Linked DNA regions of Sus scrofa: region 2 is linked to region 1. The links are chromatin contacts, called in public promoter capture Hi-C maps. All regions are on one chromosome and are shown on one strand. Each heading gives the region's core, a stretch centred on a gene start, on an enhancer-like site or on the middle of the called end of the contact. The rest is flanking DNA. Distances are from core to core; before and after follow the strand shown.

Region 1 (5,278 bases), core at 1,604-4,103:
ATAACTCGGGCAGCTTGGCCACAAAGTGCTCTTAGCCGATAAAAAGATCTCCACTGATATTCGCCTTTATAAAAGATTACGGCTTCCAGGAGACATCATTTATCATGCAAATAATTCCAGGCAGGTGTATGAGTGATGAAAACTGGCCTGGAGTAAGAAAGTAACACCTTTACATCTGCTCTTTATTCTAGGTTCAAGAAGCAAGTTTCTCATTCCATCTCAATGCGGAGGAAGGAGTATTTGGATGGGGGCAACATCCGCTCATCAGTTTTTCTGTCACATTCCACAGCTTACCTCCCCACCCCACTAGATTCGGCCACAAAGAGGCAGAGCAGACAGGGAAACAATGGCTCTGGCTGGAAATTGCAAATAGAATGCAAAATTGTATTCTAACCCTAACATAAGCAAGTACAAAAGCTGGAGTGCAATCTGACTGCATGATGGTCTATCAGGTGAAACAAAGACCTGGGACTCTAGGTTTAAGGCCTTCCAGGCAAGTTTGTAGCAGCAAGAGACAGCATGGTGTGATGGGCCAGTACTGGCAAGAAAGCCACAGAAGGTTTCTTCAAGGTGTTAGGACACAATGACTTCAGATGCCACCAGGCACTCTGCAGAGAAACTATATTCTGGAAGCTGTGCAGTTTAAAGGGATAGGGGTAGGATGGAACAGCTGTCTGGAGGGGCAGTCGAGAGGGCTAACGCACTGCCAATGATGCCAAACGAAGCAGAGCCCTTGTCCTCTCACATCTCGGGCTCAGATGTACAAACCCTGGAAGCTTTGTCAAGTGAGGCTTGTGTGTGTGTGTGGACAGGAATGTACGGCAGGGCCGGGCCAGCGATGTGCGCTCGGTGACAACTTATTTAATCCCGTACTTCTACTACACTGGCTGTGTCCTTTAAGGTTCTGACATGGTCTGGGTAAGAACATAAAACCAAAGGCTTCCTAGGCTCCCTGACTGGACTTTTAAGTACAAGTCCTAAAAAGCCCATAAACAAGCCTATTTCCCTGAATCCCTGGTGGAAATTCCCAAGAGACCTAAAAAAATCCGGATCTGGTTGGCTGGTTGTCTGCAATAAGGATCCAGCATGTTTCAAACAACCCAAGAGGAGCAGTTAATCTCATTGTTAAGTGAAATCACTAAGACGCAGATGAAAATTCTGGCTTTGAAACCCAAATTTCTCCCCTAGAGTAATTGTCCATTAACAATGAATTCTCCTCCCAAGGCCTGAATATGCTTCCTTTTTGTAGAATGACAAAATGCCTAAAAGTTGTGAGAGTCCTACAAAGTCTAAGCCACTCAGCCTCACGGGCTAGTAGGTTTGGTTCCACGATCACCAAGCACTCCCTGAATTCGATCCTACCATCTCACAATGTGGGGCACTGATCCTGCACAGCAAAGACACAACATGGGAATGGCTCTACAGAGCCCGTTCCTGTTCCTGGAAAAATAATCAGAAGCACACATCTGCCTGACCATGAGTCAGGAATATCATTTTTGTGGTGGAGCCCATTTCTGCTGTGACCAATCTACACCAAACACACAACAGAAGCGACGGCCACAGAGGTATGTTCCAGAGCAAGCTCCCCCCCCACCCCCGCCCCGTTGATCCACACTTGGTAATGCCATAAACGGTCTCCTCCGTCAAAGCAATCTTTAGACTCTTCACAGTGACCTTAAGTCTTCAGTGCAAACCCACAGAAAACATTGCCACGCCACGTACAAGTCACCTGAATTTCAGTTTGGGTGATTCAGTCAGAACCACACGAAAAAGAAAAGAAACTTTCGGGGACAACTGACAGGAACCACAGAGGGGCGATGAAATTGCCCCATCCGGGGCTGGGGATCGTGAGCAAGGCGCGCTCCGCGGCTCTGGAAGCCGGTCACATACTATGTCCCACTCCACTTATGTAACTGGAAGATCGCCGGCGAACGGGGGGAGGAGGGGAGGGCGCTCAGATTCTGAGGCCACAGCACCCCCAAAGACCCTGGGGGCGAGCTCCCACCGAAGAGCCTCAGGTGCTGCCGGACACGCAGTCCCCGACCCACGGCTCCTGATGGTAACTATAACCGCCTCTTTATGATGAGCCGTGGGACCAGGAACACAATGTCTAGCGCCTTTTGTGGGTGGACAATAATTCCCACCTACTTGTTCCTGCTAGATGCGAAAGGAACTCGCTCGCAGTGGGGGCAGAAAGTCATGGAATGGGCGAGAAGGAGGGGGAGGCAAAGCCTGGAGATGGGGGTGAGAGCGCCGGAGCCCTTGTGGCGCACTCTCCCGACGGGAGGCGGACTGCGCACGCGCGTCGGTGGGGGGGCCGAGTAACGGGAGAGGGGGCGCGCGAGGGAGGGAGACGCGAAAGCGCGATCCAGGGAGAGGCCGGGGCCGCGGGCGCGCGACGGCGCCGCGGGCCCGAAGCCCCGCGAAGGGCACGACGCGCGCGCAGCCCCGACAGGCGAAGCCCCGGCGACAGGGGCGCCCGCGGGGCCAGGGGCCGGGATGCGCGCCGAAGGCGGGAGGGAGGGAGGGAGGGGGGAACCAGGCGAAGGCTGCCCTGGGAGGCTGCGCCGAGGACGGTCACCCGCAAGTGCGGGTAACGGGCCGAGGGGGGGGGGCCGTCACCAGCGGGAGGGGGAGGGTAAGAGAGGAGGGACGCCATCCGCCAGCCGTGTCGCCCGACCCCGCGGGCCCCTCCCGCGCCACGTCCCGCCCCTACCCCCGCCCCCCAGCAAGGGTCCCCGCCCGCGGCCGCAGCGGTCCCACTCACAGTCTCTCCTCCTCGCCTCCTCCTCCTCCTCCGCTCGGCGCGGCAGCGGCGGCGGCGGCCATTTTCCGGACGGCTTTTACCACAGCCCTCTCTCCGAGAGGAGGGAGCGCGCGCGCCGCCGACGCCGAGACCCCGCACGGCCGACGTCGCGCCCCGCCCTCCCGGCCGGCCTGCGCGCTGCTGCACCTGCGCACCCGCGCCCGGCCCCCGGCGCCGCCGCGAGCCCGCACGCCATTGGGTGCGGCGCCCGGGGTGGGGCGGGGTCTCGGCGGCGACGCCGCCAATTGGCGGGAGATCGTGTCCATTCCGGCAAGGGAAAAGGGGGCGGACGCCCCGTCTAGCTGCGGATTGGCTGCCAACGGCCGTCATTTGGGAAAAAGAAGCGGCTTGGGCTCCGGGGGGCTGGTTTAGTGGGCGGAATTTGAATATTAAGGATTAATGGGCCCTTGCGGATGCTGGAGCAAAGCTAGGCCTAGGCTCGGGACGCTTGTTTGCGCGGCCATGCCGGGCCCTCGACCCGCTGTCCACAAACACACCCAGTACGCCGCTATACGTGTTTCACCGCACCCGCATTTTCTCCACATTACCACCTTCAGTACAAGCAGCAAAGTTGCCTGACATTGTTCCAGCCGAGGGACCTTGGTTTAAGAGGCCTACCCAATGCATTCTTACATCTGACCTGTAGTGTGCCACACAATCACAGGGGCAGGGAATAAACTGAGGAACAAATCACAGCCTTGATCTTCTTGAAACTCTGATGGGGGAAGAGCCAAGGCTGCAGATAGTCTGGTGGAGGTGGGCAGAAGGCACAATGGAAGCACAAAGGCAGCAGCCCTTAACTGCCTGCACAGGAGAGGAAAGACTTCTAGAAGAAGTGATTTGGGAGCTAAGATCCACAGTGCCGGTGAGAAAAATATTTAAGAGTATGAGAAAAGTTTTAGCTAATGGAGTGTTCAGGATAGGCCTGTTTGTCTAGGCGACCTTACTCTGATTCCAGCTATCATCCGATTCATCCAGTGACCCTTGAGCTAGGGTCAAGGAACCCTCTGATTCTGATGTGGCTCCTTACCCTCTGTTAATTTATTAAATACACGTTATGGAAGACACTGTTCCAGGCTCTGGATGCACAGTACTGAATAAGACAGCAAAACTATCATTCCTGTGGGGGAGGCTTCATACAAAGCAATATGTACAAATAAGTGTGTAATATGTCTCCTAGTGATAAGCGCTTTCAGACAGATAAAGCAAGGGTAAAGGGGGTGCTGCTTATATAACCACAGGCTTTTGCTCACATATTATTCCCCATATGGCTATCTGGGGAGAGAAGAAGATGTTGGGCAAGTTCAAAGGCCCTGAGGAGAGACTACACCTGACGTGTTGAGGTCTCACGAGTAAGTTGATGTGGCTGGAAGAGTGACGGGGTATGTGGTTGGAGAGGCACCTGGAGCTGCCATGGGAACTGGAAGCTTCTTCTGAGATGAGAAGTCTTTGGAGGATTTTGAACTGGGAGCTGCCATCATCAGATGTCTATGGCAGGTACAGTGTGGAAATCTGTGGCGAGACAAAATGAGGAGCAAGAGCCCAGGCAGGAGGCCCTGACAGCAGTCTAGGAGAGGTGACAGTGGTTTTTCACTAGGGTGGTAGCAGTGAAGTTTCTGAGAAGTTGTGCAATCCAAGCTATGTTTTCAAAATTGAGCAGAGAAGATTGGAGGTAGGGCATAAAGAAAGAGAAGAAACAAGGATGCGTCCTGAGGTTTTGGCCTGAGCAACTGAGTGAACGGGCGCTTTCACCATGATGGGGAAAACTGTAGGAGTACATTTTTGGCGGTACAGGTCAAAGATTCTGTTTTGCCGTATTAAGCGTGGGCTGCCTATTAGACGTGCGATGCTGAGAAGAGATGTTGAGTGGGCAGTTGGGCAAACAAGCAGTTAATAAGTCAACAAACTGAACCTCCAATGCAAGAAAGTATAAAAGGAACAGCAGAGTAAACCTGGAGAAAATAGAAGGAAAAAAATGACAAGCATAGGGAATTCCCATTGTGGCTTGGCAGTAATGAACCCGACCAGTAACCGGAGGATTCAGGTTCAATCCCTGGCCTCCTCAGTGGGTTAAGGATCCGGCGTTGCCATGAGCTGTGGTGTAGGCGGCAGATACAGCTCAGATCCCATGTTCCCATGGCTGTGGAAGACACTGCACTGCCACAGGCTGGCAGCTGAAGCTCTGATTCGACCCCTAGCCTGGGAACTCCCATATGGAGCAGGTGCAGCCCTTGAAAAGCAAAAAAAAAAAAAAAAAAAAAAAAAGGCAAGCAGAGGTTGATAACACAGAAACATAATGATCAAGGAGATTTAGAACATCAAAAGATGATTATTTCAGGAGTTCCCTGGTGGCTCTATTGTGCCTCTGGTTGCTACTATGGCACAGGTTCGATCCTTGGCCCTAGAACTTTGGCATGCCCGGAGTGCAGCCAAAAAAAGAATGCTGATTAACTGAAAAGCTGGAAACAAAAG
Region 2 (5,278 bases), core at 1,808-4,307, 160 kb after region 1:
CTTTCACTCGTGTTGCACGGGTATGGAACTTCCCTCTCAAAATGTGTCCCTTGCCAGGTCTGTCCTATGCTGTGATGCCATGTTTGGGGGTCCTTGTTTTATTCCCCGAGGCGCCATCTAGGATTTAGATGAGTGACAGAAGGAATGACAGACGGAGGGAATGCTACCGAGCCCGGGGGCAGCGAGCAAGGGCAAGGGCAAGCCCAGGGGGGGAAGGACGGGAGTGCTTGGGGGAGTGGTCTTTCCTTCCCGCGCCCACCAACTGCCCCGGCTCGGACTCCTCTCTTTGAGTGCTCCCAGACCCCTGCCCCCACCCTGCCATCCTGCTGCCGGGGGGAACCTCAGTCCCACACCAATGCCTCCCTTCTTCAGCTCGACTGCCACTGTCCTCATCCAAGCCACATTTGTGACAACCGTGACTATGATGTCGTTAGCAGTTTCTCTGACAGACGGAGGTGATCAGTGGTCCGTCAGCTACGTGGACCTGGCGGGGAGTCACGGTGTACCGGGTGGGGTGGCTCCCAGAAGAGCCCCCTTCTCGGGTGCTGTCCTGCGCTGAGTCGAGGGTTCTGCATGCAGACGGAATTCTGCTGATGAGATGCTATTTGGGGGGAAAGGGAGGTGGTAGCAGTTGTCCCAGGGTCTGGTCAGAAGTGACCAAAGTTTTGCAACTACAAATGGTGCTGCGATGGATCTCGTTGGATTTATTTGCATCTTGTGCTCAGCTGAGGTGTTTTTTAGGGCCGCACCCGTGGCATATGGAGGTTCCCAGGCTAGGGGTCGAATCGGAGCTGTAGCTGCCGGTCTACACCACAGCTCACGGCGACACCGGATCCTTAACCCACTGAGCAAGGCCAGGGATCGAACCCGAAACCTCATGGTTCCTCGTCGGATTCGTTAATCACTGTGCCACGGCCACAGGGGAACTCCAGAACTTTCCCTCTTCTTATAAGGACACCAGTCATTGGATTTAGCCCCCGCCCAGCATGACCTCATCTTGATCACACCTGCAGAGATCCTATTTCCAAATCATGCAACATTTACCAGTTCTGGATAGACAATGATTTTAGGGGGACACGATTCAACCCAGTACAGGCAGAATGGTCAAAAAAACTTACAGTGAGGAAGTTCCCTGGTGGCGCAGTGGGTTAAGGATCAGGTGTTGCCACAGCTGTGGCAGAGGTCACAACTGCAGCTCAGGTTTGATCCCCGGCCCAGGAACTTCCATAGGCCACAACCGAGGCCAATAACAAAAACCACCAAAAACCCCTTTCAGTGAACACCCATGTACTCACCCCTAGATTCTGTCATTAGCATTTTACTATCGTTGCTTTATCACACACCTCTCTGTACTTGAACTGCTCTCCGCTTTATTTTTGGTATGTTTCAAACTAAGTTGCAAACATCAGTTCACTGCCTCCTAAGTAAATCCGTGTACATATCCTTCATGAAAATTCAATATTTGGTTTTAGTTACTGGGGTTTTTTCTTTGTTTCTAATGGTCATCGATCTGAGAAATCGAAAATTGCACAGAGGGAGTTTCTGTTGCGGTGCAGCAGAAACAAATCCAACTAGTATCCATGAAGATGTGGGTTCGATCCCTGGCCTCACTCAGTGGGTTAAGGATCCGGTGTCACTGTGAGCTGTGGTGCAGGTTGCAGATGTGGCTCAGATCCTGTGTTGCTGTGGTGGTGGCTGTGGCATAGGCTGGCAGCTGCAGCTCTGATTTGACCCCTAGCCTGGGAACTTCCATATGCTGCGGATGCGGCCCTAAAAAGCAAAAAGCGAAACCAAAAACAAGGCACAGAGGAATTCCCTGGTTGCTTGGCAGATTAAGGATCTGGCAGTGTCAGTGCTGAGGCTTGGGTTGCTGCTGTGGCTTGGGTTGCTGCTTTGATCCCCGGCCCAGGAACTTCTGCATGTCTCGGGTGAAGTCAAAAAAAGTTTAAAAAAATGGCACACAGAGTTTCCAGTGGGCTCAGCGGGTTAGGAACCCGACATAGTCTCTGTGAGGATGCAGGTTCGATCCATGGCCTCGCTCAGCGGGTTAAGGATCTGGCACTGCCACAAGCTGCAACACAGGTCACAGATCTGGCGTGGCTGTGGCTGTGGCTGTGGCTGTGGCAGGCCGCTGTAGCTCTGATTCCGCTCCAGCCCAGATATTCCACATGCTGCAGGTTTGGCCTTTTAGAAAATGGCACAGAAAAAGCCGAAAGTCTCCCAATTCGTTTGAGGTAGTTTCTCTCATTTTCTGACTCTAGCCGTCACTCTGTCTCTTTCTTCTCTTTACTTACTGGTCTTTTTAGGACCACACCCACGGCATATGGAGGTTCCCAGGCTAGAGGTCCAATCGGTCCAATTGGACCGGTGAACTCCCTCTTTCTTCTCTTTAAAGCAACTTCGGCAAAGGGCAATCTACACCGGGTCTCCATTTCTTCACACTAGCATCGCTCTTGCCAAACTGCTGTTGCTAAGTCCAAGGAAGTTTTCTGTCCTCATCTTACCTGCTTCCTGGCAGCAGCTGAGGATGACACTGTTAATCATGTGGCCTTGAAATTTCCCTCGGTTTCCCCCTCTTCTTTGATGCTCCTTCTCTGGCTCTCTCTTCTGGATCCTCCTCTTGCTGCCCACGGGCAGTGCTGCGGTTCCTCCCGACGCTCTCCTGGGGGTCCTCTTCTTTCCTTACCTGTGTAAGGGAGGGCCCACCTACAGGAAAAAGAAATCATAATTGCTACTTTAAGCATTATGAAGATTAAACCGAAAGAGGGGAAGCCAAGCGCGCGAGGACCCGCGGCGCAGACTCCATCGGGCTCCCGCGCCGCCTCGCCCGGCCCCTTCCTTCTGCGGGGGTTGGGCGGGGGGAGCGAGCTGGGCTCGGCCCCGCCCCCTTCCCTACTGGGAACGTGCGCTCCTGGAGACACGTACAGCCAACCAGGGAAAAGGAGCGGCCGTGAGTGGCACTCACGTCCTCCAGTCACTTGAAGCTCTGCAGCGCAGGAGCGCGTCCGAGCCAATGGCGGCTCGAGGCGGAGCTCGGGCGGGGGCGACGGTCACCTGATCTGCGGTGGCAGCGGTGGGTCGAGGCAGTGGAGTCCGAGAGGTTATGATGGCGGCGGCCGCGGCGGCTCGGGTGCGGGCGGGGACGCGGCGGGGTCCGGCGCTCTGGCAGATGCCGTGGCTGCCGCTGGTGGCGGTGGCGGTGGTGGCGGCGGCGTCGGCGGCGGAGCAGCAGGTGCCGCTGGTGCTGTGGTCGAGTGACCGGTGAGTGGGGCGGGCTGGGGTGGGCTGTGCTGCGCGCTCTGCGGCGGCGGAGGTGCCCTCGCCGGACTCCTGGGCTGCCCTTGGCGAGGCGCGCCGAGGCCCAGAAGGGCGACCTTGCTCGGCGGCTCGTAGCCAGCCAGCTGGATTAGAGCTCTGTGACCCACGCATCAGGCTGGGAGCCCATGGGCTTCCGATCTCAAGCCGTGCGCCCCCTCTTGACAGCACCTCTTCTGTCCCCCTCCAGAAACCTGTGGGCTCCCGCAGCCAACACCCACGAGGGCCATATCACCAGCGACAGGCAGCTGTCTACCTACTTAGACCCCGCCCTGGAGCTGGGCCCCCGCAACGTGCTGCTGTTCCTGCAAGACAAGGTGCGCCTGTCCCAGCCCCCACCCCTGTCTCTCTCGGTCTTCAGGAGGCAGGCGAGCCCCCTCCCACAGGACACCGAGGCCCATTCCCCAAGGGAAGCTTCAGTGACCTTGTCCCACCTGTAGGGAGGTGTGTCTCCTCCACTGGGAAGGCCTACAGGAGAACCCTCAGTGGGAACGGGGAGGGCCCTGAAATGGCACCCACTTGACTGGGGAAAGTAAAGGGTGGGAGGCCAGATGCCTACTGCGTAGCAAACCCTTGTCTGATTTGCTCTAGGGGGGAGGGATTATCAACCCTTTTAACAGATGAAAAGACTGATGCCCAAGGATAGTGTTGTGACTTGCCCAAGGTCACGCAGCTAATGGGTGGCAGAGCTGTCATTCTAAGGGAGAGATGCTAGAAGAAGGCTCCCCTGCTGAGGGCTTCGTTTGCCCTGTGCTAAGCTGATGTCATTGACTTGGTTTTACTGCCAGAAAACTAAGGCCTGTCGAGGTAGAGGCATCGGCCGAAGAGCCACAGCTTGTGCAGAAGCCACAACTGGTTCCAGCCGAGCCTGTGGGACGCTCCCTCCACCCCCCAGTTTGTCCTTCCCATCTGGGTCTTTCTGCCTCCAGAGCAGGGGTGTAGATCCCAAGATTCCAGGGCAGTGTAGGGTTGGTGTTTGGGAGGTTATCAAGCCTTAGCTTGTCTCTTCCTCACTGGCGGCCTGTATGGCTCATTCCCCTGTGGTCTGGCTCTGTTGCTCTGTGGGCAGGTGGCGGGGGCCATGCTGGCCTGCTGGCCTTCCAGGAGGCAGTGAATAATGTAGTCAGACTGGAACTCAGTGCTAGTTCTGCTACTTACTGGCCTTTGGACATGTCAAATGCTCCACACGTGCCAGTTTCTGCCTCTGTAAATTGACGAGACCAGGGCTGTGAGGAGCAGTTCTGAAGAGTCTACGTAAAACATCTAGCCAGCGGCCCCTGTCTCATGGCATATTCATCCGCCCATTCATTTGTCAAGCGCGGACTGCTGTGTACCAGCTCCTGAGCGCTGGGGACATAGCACTGAGCAGAATGATCCACTCCTCTGCCCTGAAGAAGCTGACCTTCTCGTGAGGGCGGGAGGTAAACGCTAAGCTGGTATATGATAGGATGTCAGTGCTACCAATCCTTAGAGAAGAGGGAAGCAGGCTAAGGGGACAGAGTGACTGGCAGTGCTGTTTAAGAGAAGGGTGATCCGGGAGTTCCCGTCGTGGCGCAGTGGTTAACGAATCCGACTAGGAACCATGAGGTTGCGGGTTCGGTCCCTGCCCTTGCTCAGTGGGTTAACGATCCGGCGTTGCCGTGAGCTGTGGTGTAGGTTGCAGACGAGGCTCGGATCCCGCGTTGCTGTGGCTCTGGCGTAGGCCGGTGGCTACAGCTCCAATTCGACCCCTAGCCTGGGAACCTCCATATGCCGCGGGAGCGGCCCAAGAAATAGCAACAACAACAACAACAACAAAAAGACAAAAGACAAAAAAAAAAAAAAAAGAGAAGGGTGATCCGGCAGGTGCTTCCCGAGGAGGTGATATCTGAGCAGAGACCTGAGTGGAGGGGTGGATGGAGCTGTGTGGCTGTAGGAGGAAGGGCATTCCTGGCAGAGGTCACAGCAGGTGCAAAGGCCCTAG

The links. Promoter capture Hi-C pulls out the DNA fragments that hold promoters and counts their contacts.
Region 2: a promoter capture Hi-C map of fetal liver shows a contact between it and region 1, with 2.5 times the contacts expected there. The contact joins the promoter of ATP6AP1 here to the promoter of MECP2 in region 1. A contact is called at or near these places in 1 of 5 promoter capture datasets (fetal liver), 1 of 47 Hi-C or Micro-C datasets (heart right ventricle) and 1 of 2 datasets of contacts at active chromatin or transcription factors (alveolar macrophages).

Annotation. Positions count from the first base shown.
Region 1 is chrX:124,786,210-124,791,487 of Sscrofa11.1, forward strand. MECP2 (methyl-CpG-binding protein 2) reads right to left here and starts at 2,854. Exons shown (of 5, transcript XM_021080802.1): 1 at 2,768-2,854.
Region 2 is chrX:124,949,475-124,954,752 of Sscrofa11.1, forward strand. ATP6AP1 (V-type proton ATPase subunit S1) reads left to right here and starts at 3,058. Exons shown (of 10, transcript XM_021080754.1): 1 at 3,058-3,261; 2 at 3,506-3,632. The coding sequence starts at 3,104.